2 separate regions of the Mus musculus genome follow, and region 1 is linked to region 2. A link is a contact called in public HiChIP or PLAC-seq data. All regions are on one chromosome and are shown on one strand. The core of a region is the stretch at or near the end of the contact, and the rest is flanking DNA. Distances in the headings are between cores, read along the strand shown. Region 1 overlaps Tfdp1 (transcription factor Dp 1). Region 2 holds the start of Tfdp1 (transcription factor Dp 1).

Region 1 (2,700 bases), core at 2-2,501, 35 kb after region 2:
AGGAGTGTGGTCGGCAGGGTTAGATCAGAGTCTTGTGTCCATGTGGACTTCAGGACTGGACCATTGGCTCTGGGTTCATCCCTGCACAGCTGCAAAGAGGTCCTTCGTGTGCTACAAGGGTTAGCGTAGGACCGAGTGTCCTCTAGCAAGTCATTCATGTGACTGCTTTCCTGTGCTCCTTGTCCCCTATAGGCTGTGAGCAGATGCCACAGGCTGCTACAGGCCGACCTCTCAACACCCAGGTTCCCACTATCTGCAGGAAGGAAGGGATCATGTTACTGGTATTGACATCTATGGGGGGGCTGTGTTGGTCTTTTTCAGCAAATTGCCTTCAAGAACTTGGTGCAGAGAAATCGCCAAGCTGAGCAGCAGGCCCGCAGGCCGCCTCCTCCCAACTCTGTCATCCACTTGCCCTTCATCATTGTCAACACCAGCAGGAAGACAGTCATTGACTGCAGCATCTCCAATGACAAGTTCGTCCTCAGTGGGCCCTCTAAGTGCAGCTCCTCAGGGGAAGAAACAGATACTTGGTTATCAGGGTTCAGTCTTACGGCTGCTTAGTAACAGCAGCTATGGTCTCTGGTGGTCCTGGCACCCATGCCACGTGCAGGCAGCACTGTGTCCCAGCCCAGGGCCATCACTATGCAGTGACATGTCTTTCATTCCCTAGTTTGAACTGTTTTAGAGAAATTCAGTAGTTATGGGGTCTGGGATGGAGGGTGGGAGTGGGGGGTGGATTTACTGCCTGCTCTTGGAAGCTTCGTAATCCTCACAGTGCCTTTCCCCAACAGATTTGAGTATCTGTTTAACTTTGACAACACGTTTGAGATCCACGATGACATTGAGGTGCTCAAGCGCATGGGCATGGCATGTGGGCTGGAGTCTGGCAACTGCTCTGCTGAAGACCTCAAGGTGGCCAGAAGTTTGGTACCAAAAGCTCTAGAACCATACGTGACAGGTTAGTTGTGCCCTGTGGCTGGCCATCCTGAGTGCCTGGGTGTCTGCCGAGTGAGGATGGGAGATGACAGGCCTGCTGCCCTCCCTCCCAAGGCCATCGGTTGGTCCTTGGAGCCCAGCAGTCAGGGCAGCATGAGGCAGGGCTCTCAGTTCCCTGGGCTTCTAATTTGGTGACTTTGCTGAGTCATCAGGTCACGCTAGTCTTGTGATGAGTCATGAAAGATCCTGTCAACGGTCAAAAATGCATGATGTGTGCTTGCTTTCTGAGGCTGTCCCAGGTTGCATGAGCATCATCCTGTCCTGTGTAAGGCATTGCCCACACTGGAGCACTTGCAGGCCTGGGGCTTGGCCCGGGCTCTGCCTTGTAGCTGCATGAGTCTGAGGTGGAAGGTGCTATGCTGCCCGTTCATGCTCTTAGTCCCTGTTTCTACTCTCTGGTGCTACTGTACACAGAGCGGCACGGGGAAACTCCCGAGCAGACATGTGTGCTGCCTGGGACCCAGCCACCCCTGGTTCTCACACAGGGCAGGGAGAGCAAGCTGGCAGGCTATCCACAGAGCTCCCCCAAGCTCTGTCTGGTCATGCAGGCTTGCTTCTCTCTCACATTCTGGGTTTCAGGAGTTTTGTTTGGTCTCTGCCTCTGGCCGGCTCAGAGATCTGTCTCACAGGTTATGAGGTTCAAGGCAGGTGCCACCACATTTGACTGCCCAGTTTTATTATTATCTGCTTCTGTCTCTTTTCAGAAATGGCTCAGGGATCCATTGGTGGAGTATTCGTCACGACAACAGGTTCTACATCCAATGGCACAAGGCTTTCTGCCAGGTGACAGCAGCTGGGGGTGGGGCAGCCTTACTGTGTTTCAGATAGGCTGAACTGAGCTTGGCCCAGGTAATTGTCTGCTCAGGCAAGGGAACACAGTGCTTGTCCCCATAAAATGATCCCACAGCACCCTCCGCCCCCAATTAAGTAATTCATGGTTTTTACTTTTTAAAAAGTGTTAACACAGTAAAGGGGGGGGGGGCGCAAACCTACCTGTGTTCACTGTCGTTGGCAGGGAAAGTGACAAGGGTGCTTTTGGTTTGGTTTGGTTTGGTTTGGTTTTTTTTAGATAGAGTTTGTCTGTGTGGCCCACACAGTCCTGGAGCTTGCTCTGTAGACCAGGCTGGCCTCACACTCAGAGATCCACCTGCCTCTGCCGGGATTAAAGGTGTGTGCCACCACGGCCTGACTGGTTTTGTTTTGTTTTTAATGGCTCTTTACTTGTTTTCTTAAGATGTGTCTCACCGTACAGTGTGTGTACAGTTTTATTTTCTGCTTCTATATACTTGACATTTCTAAAGAAATCTTTTATTGTTACTATTTGTGTGTGATGTATGTGGGCAAATGTGGAGGTCAGAAGAGGCCTGTGTGCGTGTGGTTCGCTCCCACCTTTACATGGTTCCAAGGATCACACTCTGGTTTCTAGGCTTGTGTGGCCCAGGTTTAAAACCTGTTTCATGTGTGATGTGAGTGTGGGCGTGCACATGGTGTACCTGTGGAGGTCAGAGGGCGTGGGATCCTGGGATGGAACTCAGGTCAGCCTAGCAGGTGGTGGTACTCACCCTTTTTTTATTTTTTAGTTAAGACAGCCTCACTCCACAACCAGGCCAGGTCTTGCCATTCCCTTGTCTCAGTCTCCTTTATAGTTTATTTTTAAAAAGTGTTTTATTCAATTTTTATACACTTGTGTAATGTATTGTGACC
Region 2 (2,700 bases), core at 39-2,538:
CAAAGCCGCTGAGCAGTGTTCAAACAGGACAGCTGCTGGCGGACAGTTCGGCCAGATGCTAAAGAAGGGCTGTTGGGCTGAGTCATGGGACTGAGGCAGCCAGGTAACGGAGAAAGATCTGTCAGTTTGGGAGTCAAATTGACCTTTCCTCCAGAATAAAATCCGGTCACTCACATTAACAGTTTTCTGATAGTACTTAACTTTGCCCTGCTCTTCAGTCCCATATTCTTGGGAAACGTTGTGTCATTTTATCTGAACCATTTGGACTGATTTGTGAGCCCCAGCCTATTCTCCTCCCAGGCTCTCCAGCTTTAGTCTTAAAGAAGTGGCCTCTAAGATGGACTGAGTCTTCAAGGCTCAGGGTCTACCAGACCCCTCTTGGGATGAAGCAGAAGGTTTCTGAAGTGAAAGGCGCAAATGCATACACACCTGATTAACAGGCTGTTTCCTGCCCTGAATCACTGACAGCCCAGGCTCAGGGCATGTGGCTGTGGAGGTCAGTAGTTGAGCAGAGGTGGGGGATCTTGTCTCTGTATTGTTCAGTATGCATCCGAACAGTCTTTACTTTGTTCTGTGTAAATGAACAAGATTCTTCTCCCTGTGTGCACATGCAGGTACTTTAAAGCACTCTCAGAACTGACCTCTTTTTTCTCATGTGTACACACACGCCTGCTTTTTTTCAGTGCGCAGACATTAACATAGGTTTCCATATGTTTGCACAGAGGGTTCTCTTCTGTATATATGTTCAGGCGTGCACACACGACTGATACTCCATGTACACACACGTGTATACAGTCAGACTCTGCATATCCACAGGTGTGCACACACATGATCCTTTCCCTACGTGTGCATGCAGGTATGGCACACACCACATTCTTTTCACCGTTGGCGCGCGTGGTACACGCGCACACACAGAGCCAAACACGTGGCCCTCTACTCCCTGCGCATGCACACAGATATGCATACAGTTGGCCCTTGGTGTACACACACACACACATACACACACACACACACACACACACACACACACACACACACACACACAGAGGCGCGCACACACGTGGCCTCTCTCCGAGCGCACATGGAGACGCGCGCAGCGCTGTTCGGCGTCGGCGGTCTCCAGCCGGGTCCCGCCGCACGCGCACGCGCGCGCAGGCCCCGCCCCTCTCCCAGGGCGGGTAGCACCGGCGAGAGGCGCGGGAGATGAGCGGCGGGAGGAGGAGGAGGAGGAGGAGGGCGCCGAAGGCGCGAAAAGGCGCGCAGGCGCGCTGCGCGCAGCGGGCCCGCCGCCGCCCACGTCACCGCGCCGCGCGCACGTCACGCCGGCCCGACGCTCGGCCCAGGGTGAGCCCGCGTCCCGGCGCCGCTGGCTCAGGGCAGGGACCGCCAGGGCCGGACCTCCGGGCCGGCGCCTCCGCGCCCCCGTCGTCCGCCCCGCGCGCCCCGCCGGCCAGCCAGGTGTGGCGGGGGCACCGGCCGGTCGCGGCGGGAGGGCGCAGGCTGGGCGCGCGGCCCCGTTCCCGCCCCAGCCCGGTTCCCGCGTCCGGTCGCATCCCGCCCGCCGCCCAGCCTCAGCTGGAGTCGGCCTCGACGCGGCGTGGCGTGGGCGGCGGGCAGGGGTCCTGGCCACCCTCCGGCTCTGTCCGCGCCAGGGCGCGGGGCTGGTGGCTGGGCCTAGTGACAGGTGGGGCGAGCGGGCGGGCGGCCGGGAGCCCACCTGTCAGAGTGGTCGGCGGCCCCTCGGGGTCTTGGGCAGCCCGGGGTGGGGGGTGCCCGCCGCGGCCCGGGCGGAGCCACGCAGTGTCGTGTGCCCAAGTGGGGGGCCTTGTGCCTCGGCGGGGCCTGTGGTCAGGCGGGGCCCGCGTGCCCAGGTGGGGTGAGCCTGACGGCTGCGCGTCGCTCAGCCAAGGGTCCGGGGTCTGGCCCCGCTGCCGGTGGGAGCTGCTGGTGCCCGCAGGGAGCATTTCCATTTAGAGAGGTGACTTAAAATCCCCGTGTGGGACCTGCTTGGCTAGCTCTCCTGTCGGGATTGTGCAAGAAAGGCCCCTGCTGCCTGGAGGCCTGCCTCTGCCTCGTGCTGGTGGGGAGATGTTTCCTTTGAAATGCGATGTGCGTTAAATTTCTTCTCATTCTCATTCATTATTCATCCCCTCCCTTTTTTTCTTTTCTTTCTTTCTTTCTTTTTTTTTTTTTTTTAACCAGATAAGTACGGTTTCTTCTGTGGAGGGTACGCAGTTAAAGCCTTGATTTCCTGGATCTGGTAACATGGCAAAAGATGTAAGTATGGTCGCTGCATGCTGCAGACATGTTGGCACAGCTCGTTGCAGTTTTCTCCCTTTATTTGAGAGTGGCCATACGTGTGTGGCAGTGGGTTGGCCAAGACATTTTACAGGCAGGAGCTGGGATGGAGATGAGGGATGATGGCGAGAGTCGTTAGGTGGGTGTCTCCCCTCTGCACAAATGGTCTTTGTCATCCGAAGCGTGACACGTTTTTTTTTTCTTTTTTGTTTTTTTTTTCGTGGTTTGATGATGATGTCTTGATTTTTTTTTCTTTATCTAAACTGCTTAAATAAAATAAAAAAATTAATACATCTCTCAGTTATGAGTGTGTGAGAGGGTGTTGTTTGTTAGTGGGTTTCCACACAGGAGAGCTGTCAACATGGAACTTACACTGTACTAGTTTTATGTAGTACGTAAGAC

What was found. HiChIP or PLAC-seq counts read pairs in DNA pulled down with a chosen protein or histone mark.
Region 1: a contact with region 2 is called in an H3K27ac HiChIP or PLAC-seq map of embryonic fibroblasts, with 16 read pairs. The contact joins the enhancer-like site here to the promoter of Tfdp1 in region 2. A contact is called at or near these places in 3 of 39 promoter capture datasets (cranial neural crest, macrophages and maxillary cranial neural crest), 1 of 15 datasets of contacts at CTCF or cohesin (the NIH/3T3 cell line), 23 of 484 Hi-C or Micro-C datasets (B cells, ECoMG myeloid progenitors, Th1 cells and 14 more), 10 of 115 datasets of contacts at active chromatin or transcription factors (CD8 T cells, the HPC-7 cell line, the SCID.adh cell line and 5 more) and 4 of 9 other capture datasets (adipose tissue, embryonic stem cells, liver and 1 more).

The regions. Positions count from the first base shown.
Region 1 is chr8:13,372,145-13,374,844 of GRCm38.p6, forward strand. It overlaps Tfdp1 (transcription factor Dp 1), which reads left to right. Exons shown (of 12, transcript NM_001291765.1): 9 at 322-473; 10 at 792-958; 11 at 1,701-1,779. Among named protein-coding and RNA genes, the nearest start is that of Atp4b, 23 kb to the right of the region's middle. Within about 2 kb of position 1,252, at least 76 of the 459 cell types and tissues checked have an H3K27ac peak or open chromatin away from gene starts, as enhancers often do. A contact at or near this core is called in the NIH/3T3 cell line, Th1 cells, bone marrow-derived macrophages and 5 more, where this site is marked.
Region 2 is chr8:13,337,463-13,340,162 of GRCm38.p6, forward strand. It overlaps Tfdp1 (transcription factor Dp 1), which reads left to right and starts at 1,289. Exons shown (of 12, transcript NM_001291765.1): 1 at 1,289-1,344; 2 at 2,203-2,277. The coding sequence starts at 2,266.